Regions from separate parts of the Mus musculus genome. Here region 1 is linked to region 2. A link is a contact called in public HiChIP or PLAC-seq data. All regions are on one chromosome and are shown on one strand. The core of a region is the stretch at or near the end of the contact, and the rest is flanking DNA. Distances in the headings are between cores, read along the strand shown. Region 1 has its middle 110 kb from the start of Tril. Region 2 overlaps Creb5 (cAMP responsive element binding protein 5).

Evidence for each region. HiChIP or PLAC-seq counts read pairs in DNA pulled down with a chosen protein or histone mark.
Region 1: a FOXA1 HiChIP or PLAC-seq map of pancreatic cancer cells shows a contact between it and region 2. The contact joins two enhancer-like sites. A contact is called at or near these places in 5 of 484 Hi-C or Micro-C datasets (bone marrow-derived macrophages, embryonic stem cells, liver and 2 more) and 2 of 115 datasets of contacts at active chromatin or transcription factors (bone marrow-derived dendritic cells and pancreatic cancer cells).

The regions. Positions count from the first base shown.
Region 1 is chr6:53,705,649-53,711,130 of GRCm38.p6, forward strand. No RefSeq gene overlaps it. Among named protein-coding and RNA genes, the nearest start is that of Tril, 110 kb to the right of the region's middle. Within about 2 kb of position 1,438, at least 43 of the 459 cell types and tissues checked have an H3K27ac peak or open chromatin away from gene starts, as enhancers often do. A contact at or near this core is called in pancreatic cancer cells, where this site is marked.
Region 2 is chr6:53,495,782-53,500,735 of GRCm38.p6, forward strand. The region is part of intron 5 of Creb5 (cAMP responsive element binding protein 5); the gene reads left to right. Gm38814 (a long non-coding RNA gene) reads left to right here. Exons shown (of 2, transcript XR_869096.1): 2 at 1-2,497. Among named protein-coding and RNA genes, the nearest start is that of Gm38814, 4.7 kb to the left of the region's middle. Within about 2 kb of position 2,385, at least 45 of the 459 cell types and tissues checked have an H3K27ac peak or open chromatin away from gene starts, as enhancers often do. A contact at or near this core is called in pancreatic cancer cells, where this site is marked.

The DNA of each region.
Region 1 (5,482 bases), core at 188-2,687, 210 kb after region 2:
ATCTGCTTCTTCACCGTTCTACCCACAGGCTTCTGCTGCACACCATCACTCGACAGTGCCTTCTCCAGGTGATTGATAGCACCCCTGAAGCCAGGAGCCCCAAATAAATCTTTCCTAAATGACCTCTGAGAGGCATTTTGTCACAGCTATGAGAAAAGTAATGTACACATGCAAACTAAGTGATTTACATTTCCTCCATGCCAACCAGTAAACATAGTCACTGAGTAGGACTGTCCCACATTCGAAAGGAGCAATTCAGGACAATTGCAAATTCTGTGGTAGCCACATGTGTGTTTGTCTAACATCAGTGCTGAGTTTGGAAGTTCTCAGAGAACCAAGAGAAACTGTGCCTGCCCACCCTGCCTGCTGTGGAGCCATCACTAATGGGTAAGAACACATTATCATCTATGGGTCAACGCTAGTGGGACATTATTTCAGTTTCATATAAATGGATTCCCCTTTTGTCCAACTTATTTTTTCTCCAGGGTTATAATCAACTTGAAAATCCAGACTACTGTCCTCATGAGGGCTTTGAACATACAAGGTGTTCAATAAAAATTTATTGAGCCACTCACTCTGGCCGTCTGTCACTGAGTTAGAAATCATATCAGGCACTAAGAAGGACTGAAATTATGCAAGGGAAGAAATCTTCTGTCCCTTAGGCAGAGAGACTACCTAGCAGCCACAGCAGTGATAATTTCAAGGCAGCTATGGTGATCTCTGACCATAGTTCATCTTCCTACCCAAATTTAAGGAGGGGAGCTAGAAAATAATTGACATTAGTACACACACACACACACAGAGAGAGAGAGAGAGTTATGAGATTCTTCTGAAAATCAAAGATAGATGAACAGTTTAGCTCAAGAGAAAAGTCTACTAGGGATCTGAAAATCAGCTTAGCAGAGATCGGCTGAGTCACCTCTACATCGGCTTCAGGGCCACTTAGATCAAAGGCAGGAAAACAGAAAGCCCCCAGCTTCATAGGCAGCGGCAGTGACATGGCCAACTAAACACTGATGGGATGCTGGAAGATAAGATGCAATAAGGACCAGAAAGTGGCAGTAGGAATCTTGAGGGCCCTCCCCAGTCCTGCACAGGTGACTGTACTAGGCATGCCTGTGGAAGCTGTCCTGCATGGTTGGTTTCACTAACCATGTCTCTCCTTGAGTGGCCGCTATACAGGTGCATACCTGTGGGGCTTGGCCTGGCCATCAGTGATTGTGAATGAGCCGCATAGTTGTCACTCAGGAGCTGATTAGAACTGTTGACTCTTGAGCCCAATTTTAAACTTAATGACATTGAATAAACTCTCAGGTCATCCCCCACCCTCGACACACACACACACACACACACACACACACACACACACACACTGCCCCTGCCCACCCCCAGCTAGAGAGCTTCTCTGGCATGTGGTTATGATTCAGAGCCTTAGTCATGTGGATGGAGTAATAGAGGTGGAAGCAGGGTGTGGGAGAAGGCCGCAGACGCTCACTGAGGCAGAACCAGGTTTCACCCCTTCAGCAAAACTGTATCCACTGCTGGTTTCCAGTTCAGCTCCCTTCGAAGCCACCGACTCCCCAGTGTGAGCCTCCGACCTTCCTTCCATCCAGTCATGTTGCTCTCCTAAAGTCAGCCTCCAGTCTCCATCAAGGAAGATAGCGCTCCTATCCATTGGGTATTTTCAAAGGTGTGTGTGTGTGTGTGTGTGTGTGTGTGTGTGTGTGTGTGTGTTTATAAAATTGCAACTTCTCACACTTTTGAATAGCCCCTTTCTTGGCAGGAGAATTCAGTATTTAAGGCTGTATTTTTCTGTTGTTTACTTGATGCAAGGACATCTGTGGATCCTGGGAGATTCTCCTTTCTAGTAAAGAACAGATAATTTTGTGATTCACAGTAAACTGAAGCAAATTTCATTTTTCTTTTCTTTTTCTCGTGAAAGAAAGAAAAGCCCCCCCCCCCCCCGTGATATTGATTGGATTACTTAAAGTGCCTAACTCACCTTAGAAATCACTAAATTCATCATGTAGAATGGTCACAGCAGAATGAGTTATAACCAGAGTAAATAATAGGAAGAAAGAAAGGAAGGAAGGAAGGGAAAGCCAAGCAGAGATAACCCATAAGAAATGTCAAGTCATTATAGTGTTTATGGAACACCCCACAGCACCCTCACACTCATCTGTATTATTAAGCAAAAAAGTGAATGGTCCGGAGAACAACAGGAAGCAGGAAGCTCATTGGTTCTCTAAGTGTGGTCTGGGTAGCCTCAGCATCATCTTGCCTGGGAAGCTGTAGAAATGCAGGCTCATAGGCTCCACCTCAAACATTCCACACTAGGGGGGAGAGCCAGTAAGCCACTGAAGCTCGCAGGGTGACTAGGATCTGAAAAGCACCAATGCCATGTAGGGTCGGGCTGACCCACCAGGAAGTGTGTGTAGGGTCAGGTTGACCCATCAGGAAGGCAGATCAGGGCAAGGAATTGAGGAACTTCCCTAGAAGAACTAGAATATACGACAAGAGTTCCTGACTTCTTACATCACGGCTCTTATACTCACAGTCAGAGGCAAAAATGAGACTTCTTACTGTTTAAATATCCAAGGAAAAGGCAGGGTTACAATGTAGGACACTAGATAGAAATATACCAGTGATAGAATACTTACTTGACAGGGCTTAATTGCCAGCACAGCAAACAACGACAACAATAATATATTTTAGACATAAAGACTCCGGTAGATGGACTATAAAGATGACTTCTTTGGTATAAAGGCCCTCCACACAATTCTGAGGACCCAAATTATCCCTAGCACCCATGTAAAAGCCAGTGTGGTAGGATGTACCTATAATCCCAATACTAGAGAGGCAAAGACAAGGAGGATGCTGGGTGCTGACTCGATGGCCGGTGAATAGTGGCACAGTGTAAGCTCAAGGTGAGGTGAGAAAGCCTGTGTCTAAAATGGAAGATGATAAAGATAACTTTGACTCTCTGTGTGCATGTGTCTCCCCACAACCAGCATGTGCATCGACATACAACCTCTCACACACATGCATGCACTCATCCAAGAAGACAAGAGAGATAAAACATGTTTCCCCAGGATGAATCTAAGCAGTGGGAAATACTGAGATGTTTATTGGCATGCACAGACACAATACATCTACAAGGACACTGGCAACTCCTCTGCAGAGGCACACATGGTGATGCTTGGTTCATTTTAAGGTGTAAAAACTAGCTCTAGCTCAGCCGTTGGGCCATTTCGATTCATTCTTGTTAGCTTACAGTTTCAGTTTACAAAGCACTTAATGAGCACAGCATCTCTTATTCATCCTGCGGTATGTTCAGCTCTTTCAACTAATGGATGGATTTCTACTCCCTTTCCAAGTATTCACTTATAAGATGCATTTGAGTTCCCTTTTTGTATGCAAACAGCCAAATCATGCAATTAGGACTTGCCCACTTCTCCAGAACAAGGGGCCAGAACAGACACAGGTCAGGACTGTGCAATTTTTATGTTCAGGCGCATCCATTAAACCAGCCGTGGGAGACTCACTTAAGTAAAGTGCAGTATTCTTTAACAGCTGCTTTGCCACACAAAGAAAACCAGCATTGTGACACCTCCCTGTAGCCTCTGTATCTCTTGAATCGAACTTTCAATGTCAGAACAGAGATTAAAATGATGTCACTTAATACAGAGCGCTGCTCTTCTCTCTCCTCCCTGGCTCGCAGTGTTGTGTGTTGAAAGTTACCTTTTAAGGCTTACACAATGTTGATGATGTGTCCCGATAGTGACACGTAAACAAGTAGCAAAGAGTGTCTGACCATGAATGAACCTGAGCAGTCCATTCTCCAAAAACTGGGGAAATAGACACACACACACACACACACACACACACACCCTACCCCGTTCCATCCTAATCTAGATGTAGAGTAATCTGATCCAAGAGACTTCGCCTCTAGGGTCACTTAGTAAGATTTACCACAATTGTGAAAAAAAAAAAAAGACAGTGGATGGGTGATGCTCAACTCAAATATTCTCCAGGAGCCGTAAGAATACACACACGCATCCCATGTGCATCCTTTCTATTGCTTTTTAGTGGGTAAACACCGAATTACTGTGTTCACCTTACTACTATTGAGTGAAATATGGAGGACAGAAGAATCACAGATGCCCACAGGCTTTTCATCTCACGAATGGGCGTCTTCCTTGGTGAGTCATTCCGTCCCTTAGACCAGTCAGTTCTGGAGGAACAACTCCCTCATTGTGACTTAGAACCTAGTTCCTCTCATAATCTCCATTCGATGCCATGTGTCTGCCTTCGGCCTTAATTATAACCCGGCCCTCATTTGCACTTACGTTAAATAAAGAGTATGCAAAGTAGTTACTTGTTCCAACTCCCAACCATAAGCTAAGCGTGGCCTCGGAGTATGGGGTAGGTGTGGCAGGGACCTCATCCTTAGCTGCCATGCCTCCCTCTGATTTTCGGTTCTACTAGATGTCAAGCCAGGCAGTTTTGTTTTCAACATAACACCTGAACCTGCCCGTTTGCCTTGCCTCCCCTCTCCCTGCACCTTGCTACCTCTCAGCTAGACGACTGTGGCATAGAATGGCTACCATACAGCCATTCCTTTCTAAAACTGCTTTACCATCCACTCACTCCTTCAAACACAAACATCTCAGTCTTCTCTTGATGAGGACCAACAGGTTATTATTCTTCAGTGATAGGTTCCTGAGGGGAAGGGGGCAGAAATCAGTAATAACAAAGAAGATAGGACATTTGGGGTTAGGAGATCTTTCATTAAGCTACAACTTGTGCTAAACAAGTTTACTAAGTACAGCATCTTATATACAGTCTGCAGGGGACAGGGCCAGCAGAAAGCTATCCTACAATAGGACAAAGTCAGCAGGAAGGCTATCAAGTAATGACATCCAAAGGGAACACAGGATACCTCAAGTATGCCGAAGACCAAGTACCCAGCGGTCTTGGGACTGATAAGTACAGCCCTTCAAGAGAGTGAAAAGTCAGGTTCCTAGGATCCAGAACCCTGGCACCCTTAAGGCCACAGCCTCGCTACTGGCATTGCCAAACGTGTTTCTGGTTTGACACACAAATCTTAGTTCCTTCTTATACACCAGGGAAAGTCCAAGACAGGCCCAGCCCACAGCGCTCCCTGCTTCCCTTTTGATGCCTTCTTCTTTTCCCCTGACATGACTGCAAATATTTACACAACACATATATGTGTGCAGACAGAGGCCACTCTAGTACAAACACACACACCCATTTCTAAACTGAACTGCCTTCTGTGGCTCTTCACTAAGCTCCAAGCAAATCCCAGATTCAGGGACTTTAATACATTGACAATAAAATTCTGCAAATTCTCACAAGCATGTCTCCAATCCTCCACGTCTTTTCCCACCTTCCTGCTTCATTCCCTAGTCCCAGGAACGAGGATCACCATGCAGACCTGCCCCTTACCCGGGAATGAATT
Region 2 (4,954 bases), core at 1,135-3,634:
AGGCCAACGTCAGAGCTCATACACAACTCTTAAAGGCTCACCCCAGCAACTGACTTCTGCCCTGTAGGCATCATCTCCTGAATGTTCCACAGCCTCCATAAACAACACACACACACACACACACACACACGCACACGCACACACACACACAGAGGAGAGCAATGCTGAAAATATGAACCTGGGGGGATGGGATGTCTCAGGTTCAGACAATGACTATAGAAAACGCTTTGCTATCTCTAAACCTGGTGAGCGCAACCTCCCTACAGCATTCTTAGCTTAATTCTGTTTTGTCTTTGTTGAGAGGAAGCTGTAGAGGAGGGCTGGTTACTCCTCTCTTCCATCCATGCTTCTCTTCAAAGGCTCATAGTGGGGAGCTAAGGCCACCCTGATTGTGAGGTATGCTGAGGGGGTGCAGCTTTCTCTTTAGGAGCAGTGCTGCCCAGCTATAGAGGGGTGTGTGTGTGTGTGTGTGTGTGTGTGTGTGTGTGGTGTGTGTGTGTGTGTGTGTGTGTGTGTGTGTGTGTGTTGCTTGCTGCCAGAAGCCCTCAGCTGGCTGAGAAGAGGAAGATAGGGAGGCAGGCCTAGGCTTCACAGCAGGAAACATACAAGGTCAGCAAATGAACCGCAGACTGAGTTCTCACAGCAGGAGGCGAGGGGACTCCCAGGGCTAGAGTGCTAGACTATGTGATTCAAAAGCAAATGTCAACATGGCGGTCATCCAAGGCTTGGAAGCCTCCCAGAGGTAACTTAGGACTTGTGGTGACCTTTTACTGCAAGTCCATGGCCTTCCAGTCACTATGACCCCTGCTGCCAGGTCTTCTACATGGCCCTTTCAGGCCCAGAGCCAACCAATCATAGGATGTTTATGCTCTGGCCCTGCCTCCTGATCGACCTGGGGTTCTTCTGTGTGCCTGTGTCAGCTGGGCCAGGGGTGAGAGAAGGTGGTGAAGGAAAAGTGTGTGTGCACAGGGTATCGGGCTTGGGCTTTTACAGACGTTGATAGTATTGGGCTTAGTGACCACAATTCAATTAGAAGCTCTACTCAGTCATTCTGAGTGACTATATTCTTGCCAAAAACTGCTGTGTAAAGGCGGCTGCATTTTTGTTAGTCCTGCCTGATGGATTTTTAAGTATATTAACCACATACATTCACACAAAGGGGGAAATTTACTGCCTAAACAGAGGGCCTTGAATTCCCCAGGCTAAATAAACCCAATGAAAACACGAGAACTGCATTTACAGGGCCTCCTGAAGATAAGAATACAGCCTTTAGAAATTCTTTCAAATGAAAAATGGATGGCTGAGTTGCTCATAGACCAGGAACCCAGGCATTTAACTCTTCCCTAATGTGTGGGGGACCTCAGATAAGGTTTAGGATGGAGAGTTTGTACCGCGGGCTTCCACGGGGTCTTGGGAATTCAGCCCACTATGAAGCCTCGGCCATCTTGGCAATTTCTGGTTTGTTTCGTGTGTGTGTGTGTGTGTGTGTGTGTGTGTGTGTGTGTGTGTGTGTGTGCGTGCATGTGTGATGTTGAGGGAGAGATGCAGAGAAGGCCTGTGCACATCCTCAGCTTCTTTTTGTGTAGAGTTCACTGAGGCTGAGGAACAGGACTCTCCCCTGGGCCTTGGTGGTAAGCAGGGGCACATCTTTTTCTTAACCTTGGAGGAAGAGTGGGAAGTTAAGAATGTACCCAAGGGGTCACCCCTCATGTGTTTTCCCGCAGAAGCAGGTTACCCATTAGGGCAAAGCAAGGCAAAGCTCTCCCCTGAAACACCCTCAGCCTTCTGACGATATTGGGGAACCCCAAGTTTTCCTCAGGAATAAACCTCCCCATTGTGTTCAGAATACATTACACGGTGGTTCATGGAGTAACTTATAGGTGGATTTCAGTGTAAGCCGTGTCAGAATTGTTTATAACATGGATGCAGAGTGTGGGATTTTTCAGTGATAGGATGGATCTGTATCTTGGGTGACAGATATGTGAATGTGTGCTTATCTGTCCTATCTCACAGGACTGGATCTTAACTAATGGGGGCACTTTTTTTTAACTTCCTTTTATCTTGATACCACTTTGTGACCTAATTATCCATCTAGACCACACCCCTTTCAAAAGAAAGATGCCACATGTCAACCCTAACCCACAAGCTCAAGATGCCAGGAGAGCTGCTCGAGAAAAGGCAGAGATGGTGCGTGTTTCTCTTGGGGTCAGATGATGTAAGTCTTCAGATAGCCATGGCCTTGTATGGTTACGTGCAGGTAGGGAAACACCTAGCCTCAGTCTGACTCACCAGGAACAAGATTATCTCTCGGGATGAGTCAGCATCACAACTGTGTTCTGAGAAGACTCATGTGCCTGGCGTGGTGAAAGGCCCAGAGCACCCACCAATCAGGGCACCAGTTGCACGTCTCGCCAGCCCTATTTGGACAATGACAAAGGCAACCTACAGCTCTCTTATTTCCCAGCACACTTGTATTAAAGCCAAGCCTTCCTTCTCAGTCAGTCATGTACTCGCTTAGAGACAGGGAAAAGGAATCATTGCAGTGTATGACATGTTAGGGCTGCTGTTTATCCAGTTACGGCTAAGCCCAATAACAGTTGAGAAAAATGCTAAACACTGACTGTGTTCTCCGGGCATTGGTGGAAATGTGTGTGTGTGTGTGTGTGTGTGTGTGTGTGTAAGGATACAGTTAAAACAGAGTTGGGCAATGTGAAATACCACAGAAAGTAGAAGTTTCCAAGGAAAACATGGGGGAAACCGTTTGAGAATCTAATGTATGCTGTAGCCTTTTAAAGGAAACATTAATAGAGAAGCTTGCTCTCAGAGGGCAAACCAGTAATAAATTTTGTGTCAGAAATTACCTGTCGGTAGGATTATGTTAAATAATGTTGAATTGTTATTAGTCGGAGGGGAAAAAGGAGAGCCGCTTTCTAAACATGTTCAAAGAGGGTAATGTTTCACGCATAAATCCCATTATTGTTTAAAGGGATTTTTGTACTTAACCCTTCTTCTTAAAGACAGATTGAAAACATTGGCCATTTTATTTCATTCCCCAATGCATTCATTATTGGAAAAGAAACACTCTTTTCACACACTATTTCTCTGCAGGAGTTGTACAGTGGACCCTAGCTCAGCTTAGATATCCATGGGAGACTGTCCTATTGGGTAAATGTAGACCTGACCATTGGAGTCAAATAGAAAATAGATTTCTGTACCTCAGCATGGCACTAATACATAGTGGGCACCATGCTATTTCAATTTTTTGTGCTGTTTACTTATTTAATCCAAATAACACAGTGTGTGTGTGTGTGTGTGTGTGTGTGTGTGTGTGTGTGTGTGTTATATGTATATATTACATATATTTTTATATACATTTCCATTTCAAAAATGAGTTTTATTTGCAGGTGTGTGACTCTCTAATAATTTCTCAGGTTCACTGTAGCATGCCTGATGTGAAACTAAAGGCTAGTCATCCGAGTTCTATAACTTGCTCCAGATGCAGTAGGGTAGGGAACCAAATGGGGTCACTGTGAAACACAGCTTGAATTGGCCTTCCCGTTGTACAGGGCTAAATCCTGTCCTCTCGACAAAGGGCTTATGGTGACTCATAAGTGTCATATCATTAAGTCACTGCACCTAGACAGGAATATCATTTCAACTTTTTGTTCTCTGAGTGAAGAATGCTTGCCACCTTTGAGTAGCAGTTTTTTGAATGACAAGCTTCGGGGAGTTTCAGCACCATTCGATTTACTGTGGTTTTTCTCCCTGAACACTGGCCATTACCAACCTGAATCTGATTTGGGAACTACTGTGTTTGATATGCCATGCCACGTGTGCCGGTATTTGCAGTGTCTACACAGGTGTGTTAGGTGTCTTGGGAAATGTGCTTGTCAAACTTCAGTGTTAGTAAAGCACCCCTTTACTAACACTGTAGTCATTTGTCGTGGGGCTGCGTGATGGTAGGTTGTAGATAATCTTTGGAAAGTGTAAGCCAGTGTATCTTCCAGGCCAACCTGTAGTCCACGTTGGCCTTTTGCCAGTGGGAGGTTAAAGTCTGCTTCAGGAGCGTCATGCCTTAGGAACTGGTCCAGTAGTATTTGAAAACTCACTCAGAGCAGACATTTGTGCTATCCATTTGGGATTTCATCACGTGGTGGGGAAATGGTTTTTTAATTACCCAGAAAGACGCATGTTTTCAGAATGTCCTGTGGTTGGTTGGTTAAAATATGCAAAGACATAGCTTCTATTGTCTCCAGTGACTAGAATATGAGCCCTGGACTGCGTGTGTTCATTCTCTTTCCCATGAGATAGCAGTACCACCACCAGCAGGCTCCATGCTCCTGGCCTACTCAGACTTCAGTCACACAGGTGGGCTTCCTGTCACACTTGGGAGAAAGTCCCTCAGCCCTCTGCATAACAAGAGCTCTGTTTTTCCTAAACTTCCTTATCTCCAGGAATATTTTTCTCCCTCTTCTTATTGATTTCATTTTTAATAATGAAAAAGAGAAGTCGTTTTCCTTACATTTGAGAACAAAGTTTCTTAACTTCGAACATTCTCTAAATGGAAAGGGTGGCGTCATGACCTCATTTTCCTCAGGACCCATCATCGTCCAACTGAAACAGTAATGAGTTTAGAATAAGCCTCACATTGGGACCTGGGGGAGGGAGGGATGCTGAGAATACTGGAATTGTGTGTTGAAGCCCACCAGTGTGATAACACACACCTGGGCAAAGTTTGGAAATGCCCCCATGAAAAGTCTTTTGGCTACATGGAGCCAGCATAGAGAATGTTTAATGACATTTCTAAAAGGAGATACATCAAGAATAAAATAAAAGTGATAATAAAATTTAAAAGAAAAACTGTAGCCAATGAACAGGCCATCCATCCCTGGTCGGGCGCCAAATGAGCACTAAATGCGCATCTGGGTCTTGGAATCTGGTTTTAGGACAGTTA